Regions from separate parts of the Canis lupus genome. Here all the other regions are linked to region 3. A link is a contact called in public Hi-C data. All regions are on one chromosome and are shown on one strand. The core of a region is the stretch at or near the end of the contact, and the rest is flanking DNA. Distances in the headings are between cores, read along the strand shown. Region 1 overlaps LOC102152465 (a long non-coding RNA gene). Region 2 has its middle 39 kb from the start of NRBF2. Region 3 has its middle 180 kb from the start of ADO.

Evidence for each region. A called contact is a pair of places that touch in the nucleus more often than the background predicts.
Region 1: a Hi-C map of blood shows a contact between it and region 3, with 4 times the contacts expected there. The contact joins two enhancer-like sites. A contact is called at or near these places in 5 of 9 Hi-C or Micro-C datasets (amygdala, blood, liver and 1 more).
Region 2: a Hi-C map of blood shows a contact between it and region 3, with 2.5 times the contacts expected there. The contact joins two enhancer-like sites. A contact is called at or near these places in 3 of 9 Hi-C or Micro-C datasets (amygdala, blood and skin fibroblasts).

The regions. Positions count from the first base shown.
Region 1 is chr4:15,647,542-15,651,420 of UU_Cfam_GSD_1.0, reverse strand. The region is part of intron 4 of LOC102152465 (a long non-coding RNA gene); the gene reads left to right. Among named protein-coding and RNA genes, the nearest start is that of NRBF2, 36 kb to the left of the region's middle. Within about 2 kb of position 2,335, at least 2 of the 20 cell types and tissues checked have an H3K27ac peak or open chromatin away from gene starts, as enhancers often do. A contact at or near this core is called in blood, where this site is marked.
Region 2 is chr4:15,721,994-15,725,946 of UU_Cfam_GSD_1.0, reverse strand. No RefSeq gene overlaps it. Among named protein-coding and RNA genes, the nearest start is that of NRBF2, 39 kb to the right of the region's middle. Within about 2 kb of position 2,631, at least 2 of the 20 cell types and tissues checked have an H3K27ac peak or open chromatin away from gene starts, as enhancers often do.
Region 3 is chr4:15,248,783-15,252,619 of UU_Cfam_GSD_1.0, reverse strand. No RefSeq gene overlaps it. Among named protein-coding and RNA genes, the nearest start is that of ADO, 180 kb to the left of the region's middle. Within about 2 kb of position 1,964, at least 3 of the 20 cell types and tissues checked have an H3K27ac peak or open chromatin away from gene starts, as enhancers often do. A contact at or near this core is called in blood, where this site is marked.

The DNA.
Region 1 (3,879 bases), core at 1,086-3,585, 400 kb before region 3:
TCCATGCACCGGGAGCCCCATGTGGGATTCGATCCTGGGTCTCCAGGATCGCGCCCTGGGCCAAAGGCAGGCGCTAAACCGCTGCACCACCCAGGGATCCCCATTCAGGACTTTTAAATCTGTAGTACCAGTTCTCATATAATTTCTTAAATTGGAGATGGGTTGAGCAAGACAAATGCTCTGAATTAGAGAGAAAGGCAGAGTAGCCTGCTGCCCTGTACTACACAGGGTGGGATGGAGTGTAAGTTTCCCATCCCATGTGACTCATTATTCTCCAGTATGTTTTCTTTTATGATGTGGGACAGGAAGAGGACAAAAGGAGACTGAGGCAAGAAGTAAGCCAGCAACCATGGTGAGAGATGATACTTGGAAGTACCAGTTACAAGAATGAAGCTCACTGCTTCTGGTCTCAGTTTTATTTTTTTATTTTATTATTTTTTAAAGATTTTATTTATTCATTCATTCATGAGAGACAGAGAGAGAGAGAGAGGCAGAGACACAGGCAGGGGGAGAAGCAGGCTCCATGGAGGGAGCCTGACGTGGGACTCGATTCTGGATCTCCAGAATCACACCCTGGGCTGAAGGCAGCACTAAACTGCTGAACCACCCAGGCTGCCCCTGGTCTCAGTTTTAGAACCGTACTCAGACAGGCCTGCATCTCAGTCTAGCTGCCTTTTTGGGATTGGGTCGTAGAACAATTTCTTGAAAAGAAGAGACTGTATCATTTTTTTTTTTTGAGACTGTATCATTATTGAAAATGACTTCCTCTTTGCATTTTTAAAATGAGAATAGACTACTTTCAGTTTAGAATACTGTGGGAACAACCTCGCTGAAGCCTGATAGCTGATTGAAAGTGTCCCCAGTACCCTTTCAGCTTCTAAGATTCTGCTGTCCTGTGAATAAAGAGTGAAACATTCCAATTACTGAGTTGGTTTTGCAATTGTCTAATTAAAATGCAGACATTCCTGGAGTGATATTCCCTTCCCAGGGAATTCTCCTCTAGACTCTCATCTGTAACTACTCCAGTCTTTGGACCTTTCTGTTCTTAAAACCCCTCTGGTTCTCTAGCTACTCTCCATGTTGCAAGGAGACATCAGTCACTGCAATTCTGATTTGACCAGTTCCAAACTCAGTATCACGTAGGTCCTAGAAATGTTCTCTTCTTTGGATGGGCACTTCCTTTCTGTGCACACAACTCCTTTCCCCTTACTTCCCTAATTTAACTCTTTCCTGTTTTTCCAATGTCTCTTCTTCCTTTCACTCTTCAGGTACCGATTCACTTCTAAACCAGGACTGATGGATAGCATTCCCCAGTATGGCATCCCTTCATTCTTAAAATTTAGAGACTTGACTCGATACTGAAGATCCAAAGAAAGTTTTGCTTTGGATCCTTCAGGACAGGGCTCCATCTGCCTTCAAGAGAAACAAAATACTCAGTGAGTTTGAGATAATGAAAGAGAGCTAAAGATAACCTTCCTGGCTCTACCAAGTGTCTTGTAGGGACAGTTTCATTCATTCATTCATTCATTCATTCACTCATTATATGAGTGCCAGGCAGGAGATGGACAATGGGTAGTAAATAAGTAAGTACAAAAGTAAATGAATTAAAAACAAGATAATGAAAGTCTGTGGTAAATCTTAGGAAATAAACAGGATGATGATATAAAGTGTAACTGGGGTAGAGGTTTCATTTCTTAGTCTTTACAAAAGGGAAAAAACTTCATAAAGATGGAGATTAGAGATCAGATAGGGGTCCTCCTGACATCTGATCCTGCTCCATCTATTCAGTTACTCTCCATCAGTGCCTTTGATGCACACTTTTAATCAGACATGTCTCATTTTCCTAAGAAGGTCCCCCTTCACCTCTGTCCCTGTGCCATTATGCTTTTTGGATCTCCCGTCTTTTCTTCTGATCCATGCTGTTATCCTAGATCTTACTCCTCTCTTCGTTCACTCATTCAAAAGCTCCATGACTGCTCTATTTTTTTTCTCCCTTCTCTTAGTTTTGTAGCACTTGACAGTGTATCGCACAATTTTAATTACACATTGTTTTAACGTATTTGATATTCTCACCTACCCTAGTTTTGTGTCTCTGATCTGTCAGGTCTTGAAGTCAGGGATGATGCCTCATATTTGCTTTGTGCTCAGCAATCACTGGGTGTACAAAAAGTGTTCATACAAGTCTTATACTTAGCCAGTACTGATTGGTTGAAGAGAATATTGGGCTGTGCATGCTAGTGTGAGAGCTATTTTATGGCCAGGAGGGCCTTGTTGTACACGTCAAATGGTGCTACGTAGGTGGTTGCCCTTCTTCCTACACATAAGGCTGGCTGGCACTGCGCTGATCTACCCGGCTGCAAAAAAGCTCTCTTCCAGAGTGCAGTACCTGCCAATGACTTCTTCACTCACTTCCTGGCAGGATGTAGACCAAAACCCCAGACAAACCACAATTTGTTTTATTTAATTATATCACTAGTCTTCACTCTTCCCCTCCCTCCTGCAAAGACAATCCAAATCTCTAGAGCATAATTGGATTCCACAAAAACGCAGTTATTGCTCCTTGGGCAGTTGGAAGAGAAGGAGAATACCATTTACTATTTTGTTTTACTGTGATAAGAAGTAGCAGTCTCTGAAATAGGAGCCTACACAGGCAAAGTTAGATTTTCCCATTGGTCATAAGATCTGGGTGATACGGATAGAGATATTGTTGACTGACGCAGACATCAGTTATTTGAAAGCATTTTAAGTGGCATGGGTTGATAAACCATTTGTCAAATCTAGGTACATTCTTTACTCAGTGGAAGTATGATTTGCATTATAAAGATAAGTTAGAAAGCAATACATATACAAAGATCATATCAGCTTTTCCTTATTGTTTACTCATTCAAATGGTTTCTCCAGTTTTTGGTTCCTTTCCTCAATTCTCTAGCACTTGAAATCTATGCTGTTTCATATAAATTCTTCAGTTTGATATTTATAGTCTTTATTTGATATTGCTTCATCGAATCCATTTATTTGTGGGATTTTATATACCTTCATACTTTGTCTAAAGGAGACTATTTTAGTTCTGTATGTTGAATCCAGCCATGGTGGACAATAAAAGTAGAGCTCGTCAAAGGGGAACTCATGTTCTGTGCAAGTGAGTTCCTGCTCAGTGAAGCTTTCTGAGAATAGATATTTGTAGTCACTGCCCTTATATATTGATTCTGTACTTACTATCGGAAAATTGACTCTTCATCTCATTTCACGGCAAACAAAACAAGGCAAGTTGAAGGGATTAAATGCTAGAGCACGAGAGGGGAAAGTTGCAGATTTCCTGTGGTTACTATTGAAAACATTCTGAACTAGTGCCTGACGTATTAGCGGCTTGTTTGTTTCCTTCTTAAAAAGAGCTTGGATGTGAATGGACCCAATAGTGGAAAGAGGCTCCTGCAAAACCAGCGTTTCCAGCATGGAATTTGTGAGTGGGTGGGAAATGCTTACTTGCTATTTACCTGCCTTGCACTGCCTTTGACACACATGATGAGCCAGCGTCGTTTGACTGTCACCTCCTTAGGAGGCAGGATTCTTCAGCCCACACTCTGCTCGGCCCTGATTTCTTCTCTGTGCATGCTTTGTGTCTGTATTTTTTGCCCAGACTGTGCATTTTGAGGGAAGCACCAACCCAAGACAGGCTCCTCAGCTTTGTCATTGTAGGGAGACCGACAGAGCCTCCCACACAGCGACACCCTCAAAGGGAGGCAGGGATGCCAATTCCTTTGAAGAAGCATTTCTTAAACAAAAGGGATTCCCCTATGTGCTGGAGTGCCTGACAGTTCTTTCTTTCCCATCACATTGGGCAGAACTCACAGATGGGTGGCTGTCTATTTGTACTTATTA
Region 2 (3,953 bases), core at 1,382-3,881, 470 kb before region 3:
GATGTGGGACTCGATCCCAGGACTGCGGGATCACGACCTGAGCTGAAGGCAAATGCTCAGCTGCTGAGCCACCCAGGCATCCCTACATTCAAAATAATTTTTCAGGGATCCCTGGGTGGCGCAGCGGTTTGGCGCCTGCCTTTGGCCCAGGGCGCGATCCTGGAGACCCAGGATCGAATCCCACATCAGGCTCCCAGTGCATGGAGCCTGCTTCTCCCTCTGCCTGTGTCTCTGCCTCTCTCTCTCTCTCTCTGTGACTATCATAAATAAATAAAAATTAAAAAAAAAAAAATTCAAAATAATTTTTCAGGGGCACCGAGTTGGCTCCATCAGTTGAGCATCCGACTGCATTGTGGCTCAGGTCCTGATCTCAGGGTCATGAAATCAAGCCTCACATTGGGCTCTGCTCAGCATAGTCTGCTCTAGATTCTTCCTCTCCCCCGGCTTGTGTATTCTCTTTCTCTCTCTCTCTCTCAAATAAATCTTTTTTTAAAAAGGTAATTTCTGATAGATACATACTTAATTGCCATTTTATTGTTGTATGGTTGTTTTTGTAGTTCCCCTCTGTCCCTTTCTTACTCTTCTCTCAGTTTGCTGGCTTTCTTTAGTGATATAGGGGATTTTTTAATTTATTTTTTGCACATCTGTTATTGGTTTTTGATTTCATATATAACATGAGGTTCATATATAACATCTTCTGCATAAAGCAGTCTAGATTAAGTTGATGGTCACCTATGTTTAAACCCATTCTTTATTCCTCTCCCCATCATGTTTCAAGTATATGGTGTCACGCTTTATATCCTTTTATTTTGCGAATCCCTTGACTGTTTTGTTTTTTTTAAAAGATTGTATTCATTTATTCATGAGAGACACAGCGAGAGAGAAGGCAGAGACACAAGCAGAGGGAGAAGCAGGTTCCATGCAGGGAACCTGATGTGGGACTCGATGCCTAGACTCCGGGATCACGCCCTGAGCCAAAGGCAGACGCTCAATCACTGAGCCACCCAAGCGTCCCCTTGACTGTTTTTATAGGTATAATTTTGCTGCTTTCATGCTCTCTCCTTACTCCTACCTATGGTCTTCTTTTCCACTCAAAGAGCCCCTATTAACATTTCTTGTAGGGCTGGTTTGGCGGTCATTGATTCCTTTAACTTTTGTCTGGGGAGCTCTATCCCTCCTTCTCCTTCTATTCTGAATGTTAGCCTTGCTGGGTAGAGAATTGTTGGCTGTAGTTCTGTTGCTTTTCAACATTTTTAATGTATCATATCACTCTTTTCTGGCTGTAAAGTTTCTGCTGAAAAGTCAGCTGATAGCTTTATGGGCTTTCTCTTCTATGTAACTGGGTGTTTTTTGTTTGTTTGTTTTGTTTTGTTTTTGCTTCTTTTAAGATTCTCTCCTTATCACTACTTTTTGCCATTTTAATTACTTGCCATTTTAATTATGTGTGTTAGTGTGGACTCCTTAGGTTGATTTTGGTGGGGGTGGGCTCTCTGTGCCTCCTGGATATGGATGTCTGTTTCTTTTCCCAGACTTGGGAAGTTTTCATCATTTCTTCAAATAAATTTTCTGGTCCCTTTTCTCTCTCTCCTCTTTCTGGTATCCCTATAACACGGCTTATAATCATGCTTGATGGTGTCACTGAGTTACCTAAGTCCATTTCCATTTTTTTCATATATATATATTTTTTTCTCTCTCCTTTACAACTTGGTTGCTTTCCATTACTCTATCCTGCAGGCCATTTATCCGTTCTTCTGTATATTCTAATCTATTCCACCTAGTGTAGTTTTAATTTCAGTTATTGAGTTCTTCATCTCTGATCGGTTCTTTTTTATGTTTTCTATTGCCTTGTTAAGGGTCTCACTGATGTCCTTCAGTCTTTCCTCAAGTCCAGTGAATATCTTTATGACCATTACTTTAAATTCTCTATCAGGCATATAGATTACGTACCTCCATTTCACTTAAGTGTCTTGCTGTGATTTTGTCCTGTTCTTTCATTTGGTACATTTCTCTGTTTCCTAGGAAAGTCAGCTATGTCTCCTGCTCTTGAAAGTAGTGGCCTTATGAAGAAGGGGTCCTGTAGTGCTCTGCAGTGCAGGGTCCCCTGTTAACCAGAACCTGAGGCTTCAAGGGGGTTTCGTGCACCCTACAGTTGTGACTAAATTGTTTTTTCCTTCAGTCATCTACAGTGACTCTCTGTCCATTGTGGGCAGTGTTTGGTCCCTATGGGGTAGCCAGTCTGAGGACACCTTGGCCGTGAGTCAGACCAGCTGTTTGCCAGAGTTGCAGTAGCACCAAACTGCAGAGTGCTTTTCCTGCGTTGCCCCGAGAAACTTCTGTTGGTGGGTGGGGCCTGTAGTCAGACCCGTTGTTTGCCTCCAGCCCACTGCTGGGGCTACAGCCAGACTAGTGTGTGTGGTTATCTTACCCTCTGCCCAGGGCAGGAGTCACTTGGGAGTGGTGCTAGTCCCTGTTGGGACTGCTTGGCCCATGCAAGGCTTGTGGCTCCTCTTTGAATTGGCTCTGGCCAATGGCATGCTGGAGAGGTAAGGTCTACAGAATGCAGGGGCCAGGTGGACGGTGTTAGCAAGGTCTGCACAGGTGTGCTTGGGGAGGGGACCCGGAGTGGAGGCCTGGCTGGAGGGGCATGTCCAAAAGGGCATCTGGGGACAGGGTGTGCTGTTAGCGAGTTGGGTAGTGAGTGTTGGTCCAGCGCTGGTTCCTGCAGGTGTCTGCACTAGTGGCAGGGCAGGGGAATGGCGCCCACCAGCTCCTCGGTTCCCGGGGGTGTCTCCCAATGATCCCTGCCTTCCCAGCGTGCACTCTGAGGTCAGTGAACAAACCTCCCTCCCATATGCCCCAGAGGTTCTCAAATTGCTGCTTCTAGGCTGTGTCTCTGCAGGGCTAAGGATGGGGACTCGGTTTCCTCTCGCCCTCCTGGGTCTCCCAGAGCTGAGCCCACTGATAGCTATAGGTTTAAGCCCTGCAGACTGTAAGAACTCAGAGGATTATTTATGCCCTTCTGGTTTTCAAAGCCAGTTTTGGGGATTTATCCTCCCCGAGGGTTCCAGTGCCTGGGGTGCTGTTGTGAGGGTCCCTCCTCTCTGCACCCACAGTTCCCTCCCTCTGTGGACAATCCCACGGGTCCCCCTCACTTTCAGCCACACCTCCACCCCACCTGCCCTCTTCCCTACCTTCAGCTGTGAAGTCTGTTCTGCCTGTCTTTGGGTCATTTTCTGGGGTATTTACTCTGCTGGGTTATCTAGTTGTACCTGTGGGACAAGCTGCATGTAGGGTCCTCCTACTCCACCGTCTTCCTACTTTATGGAATAAAGGCCACTCTAGAACTTAACTTACATTATCCCAAGTGTTGGGTATTTAAGTAAATGAAACCTACCTAGAGATGAAAAGGGGTCTGTGACCCTTGTCCCACTCAATTTCTTGCTCCCTCCATGGTTTAGTTTTAACCCTGAAACTAAAGGGGGCAGAGGTTAACATCTGTTTCAAATAGCCAGGCCCCTCCCTGAACAGCCATTTCCTCATAAGAATAGCGAATTATCTGATCTAAAGCCAACAGAAGATCTACTGGTGCCAACAGAGGCTCGAGGACTTCATAATACCCTCAGCAGAATTTTTCTTTGGGGGATCGGCTTCAAAGGAGCATAGGCCTAAAAGTTGTCTGGTTCCTCAAACCAAGAGCCCCTTTTCCAGGCTACAACCTCCCTTTCCTTGTTTTAGAAAGTATCCTTTGGGCAGCCGGGGTGGCCTAGCGGTTTAGCACCACCTTTGGCCCAGGGCGATCCTGGAGACCCGGGATCGGGTCCCACGTCCCCACGTCGGGTTCCCTGCATGGAGCCTGCTTCGCCCTCTGCCTGTGTCTCTGCCTCTCTGTCTTTCATGAATAAATAAATACAAAAAAAGAAAAAGTATCCTTTACCTTTGGGAACCCGTCATGA
Region 3 (3,837 bases), core at 715-3,214:
AATTTACATATCAAAAATTTCAGAGGTGGAGAGGTGAGAAACCTGGCCAAAGCCCTGTGGCTAGTAATTGGTTCAAAACTGGTATTTCAGCCTCTAGGGCTCACATCCTTAATTTTAACCTGACACCCTTTCCAAGCAATCTTCTTACCCACCCCACAAAGCTGATGGAGCTTGTGCCCCTGTGCCCACCTTACTTATGAGGACACTGAGCCTGAGCGGTAACAGAACATACCCAACACCACCTGGTTAGGACCTTGAGGCAGGTGGGACAGGATTACAGGTCTCCTGACTCTTAGAACTCTTGTCTGTTTAGTGGACACAATTTAAAAAAAAACGATCATGACAGTGTAACGGGTTTGTTTAATGATACATGAAGTTTATTAAGAGCCCCAGCTGCTGTGGTCCTGCAAACCCCCAGGCTCTGGGCAGGCCCTTTGCTCAGGCATTCTAAAGAAACGGCTCCCTCTTTAGGCCAACTGGAAAAACAGCAGGGACTCTGGGCACACAGCCCCCAAACTCCCCTGAGCACCTGCCAGCGTGGTGGAACTCGGCCAGGTATATTTTGGATGTCTTCAAACGTTTGTCGTCGTTGTTGTCGTCGTCATTGTCATTGTTGCTGTTGAGTGCCCATTAAGAGATCATATATTATCCGGGACTGTGCAGTTGAAAAATGGTTTGGTGGCTAGTATTAAATCACACATTAATCTCATCTCTGTGAGTTTGTAATGCCTTCCTACAAGGGAAGCTGATTGCCTCTTTTTCTCCATCTCCATCATGATGGAAAATAAGAGGGAGGAGAACTGAAGCTGCAGAGGGAGGTGATCTGGAAGGGGCAGATTCTGAGCTATAGCCCATGGGTGGGTTGGCCTGTTGCTGACCAGATGGCGGAGATGGGAAGTGGCTGGGCTCCAGGGCCTCTGTGATGCAAACCTTCTGCTGCGTCTAAGGAGCAAGAGTGGAGGAGGAGGGGTGAGAAGATGGAGGGAAAAACAGGGTGTGACTTGGACAAATATGAAGACCCAAGACACAAAACACAGGTTGAGATATCTCTTCCACGCTTAGAACTAATTAATATTATTGACTAGATGCTCATAAAATATTTGATCTGGAAGGATTCTAGTGTCACCAAATCCAAATTCACCTCCTAAATTCTCATCCACTCATTGGACACAAGTGGTTCCCCCAAAATCCATATTCCCTTTCTTTTAGAGAAAATTTTAGGATGTGTACATTGCCGACCAATTTCCTTTCTGTGTGGAGAGCTGGAATGTCATACAGTTATAGCCCCAAAGTAGAGACTTGCTGTCAGAGAGCCCCCACTGACACAGCTTGAAGCCTTTTATTGCACCATAGAATGAGTCGCACTTCTGAATATTGGATAAGCAACTGATACCAGATCCTCTGTAAGGCCACCTGGATGGCCCCAGGGTATCCACATGCCCTCCCAGTGATGCAAACACCCAGTGGAATGTGCCCTTTCCCCCACTGGCACAGGGATTCCCAAGATTGAGAATGAACATTTAGCCTCCACTGTGAAGCAGTTGGCAATTTCTAATCCTCTTGGGCCCTTATTGCTCCCTTCTCTGAAATGAGAAGTTTGACAAGGATAGCTCCTAGCTATGCTGTCCAGAATCTAGAAGACCCTGGGGTGCAAGCCCTTCAGTCTATCTCATGGACTAAAGAGGCTCTATTGGGTATCCACCAAATATTTAGAGTCCAAAGCTAAAAATATGTTTGAAAACTACTGGACTACATGATCCCTGCTTTGGTTCACTCACTTATTCATTCATTCAACAAACATTTATTGAGCACTTGTTGTGTGTAGGGTACTGTTGTCAAGGAAACAACGTGAGTGAAAAACAGATTCCTTTGTGCAATAGAAGCTATAACTTAAAATCAGGACTATATGGCTTTCTACTATAGATGTGACCTTGGACACAGAGACCACATCCTCATCCAAAACATACTTTTGCACACATTTAACTTCCTGTTTTCTGGTTGTCTCACTTCCTCTTGAGAACTTGAAGCTTGATTGTTGAATACATGGTATTCACCTAGACCCAAAGTGTTAAGGAATATGATTTTCCTAACTAGGAATTAGGGCAATTTTTCTGACAAAAGAGGCTTTTAAAAAATGATTCATTTATTTATAGGAAAATTTGTCTGAAAGATATAAAAATATCATGTTTTGTGAATCCTACTTGACAGATTTTTTTAATGAAAAGAATAAGATTTCATGGGAAGAAATATCAAATATATCATAACAATGCAGTTAACATATTATTTGTGTAGTCTTCTTCATCATTGGTCCACAGGTGGACTGATTGAGGGCTGATCCATGACAGGTATTTTTCTAGGCATATATGCATCTGTTGCCTCATCTAATCACTTAAGCTGCCCAGCAATCCTGTGAGAGCTATTTACCAATTTTTAGAGATAATGACACTAAAGCTCAATATCTTTCTGAAGTTCACAAAGCCAGTTAGAAATCCATGTTTGAAATCCATTGCCGTCTCATCCTAAAGCCTGTCTTTATTATTTCTATCACATGGTGCAACCTTCCCTCTTACTCAATATTATTTGTTCCCAGTGCCTTGCAATCACCTTTAGGCACATCTCTGAGTAATCATTAGGAAAACCAAGTAATATTGTATCATTTAAAAGGTCACAAGAGGCTCTCTAACTCTGTTCAGCAGTGAAGGGACAAATGTGTACATGTCCTGATTTAGCACTCAGGAATTTAGGAATCTAGGTACCAATATTTTCTGCTGTGCATAATTTCATCTTGTTCCAATTAACTACCAAGTTCACCCTACATTAAGGACACAAAATCTTTTAAAAATGGGATTTTAGAACAAAGCAGTTAAAGGTTTGCAAAAAGAATGAAATAATTTCCCCCTAGATTATCCCATTTAGGGCCTTTTGCACCCCAGTAAATCAGGGATAATGATGAAGACTAGTATATTCTATGTCCTCAAGGTCTTCATGATTAAGACTTTTCATATATAATTTCCTGGAATACAACTATAAAATTCTACATCAAAGTGACTATTATCAGTAAAAATTTTCTTAGAGAATTTTCCTTTGTAGAGCAAAAATAAGCTTCTCCAAAATTCTTGCATGAGCACACATATGCACCTTTGGCTTTCGATGCCAACATTTTCTATTTTCTAACCAAATAGGGCCCAACCTTGCCCTTTTCTCTCTCCACTGTTTCGAAATCAATGGTAAAGATGGAGAATAGTCAATGTTGAAAAAGGACGAAGTTGGTGGATCCACATTTCCCAATTTTAAAACCTACTACAAAACTATAGTAATCAAAACAGAGTGGTACTAGCAAGGAATAGACACAGAGGTCAAAGGGATACAATTGGGAGTCCAGAAATAAACTCTTACATTTAAGGTCAATTGATTTTTTACAAAGACACCAACACAATTCAATGGAGAAAAAATAGTCTTTCAACAAATGGTGCTTGGATAACTGCATACACACATGCAAAAGAATGAAGTTGAACCTCTACCTCAACTTACATAAAAATGAACTCAAAATGCATCATAGACTTAGACGTAAGAGCTAAAACTATAAAACTCCTAGAAGAAAACCTAAGAGTTAGTCTCTGTGATCTTGGATTTAGGCAATGGTTTCTAAAAGCACAACAGAGAAAAATAAATTTTAAAAACTGCAATTCATCACAATGAAAACTTTTGTTCTTCAAAGAACAATCAAGAAAGTGAAAAGAAAAATACATAATGGAATAACATATTTACAAACCAAGGAAATTGATAAGGAACTTATATCCAGGATATGTATAGAGGTCTTGCAACCCTATGGTAAAA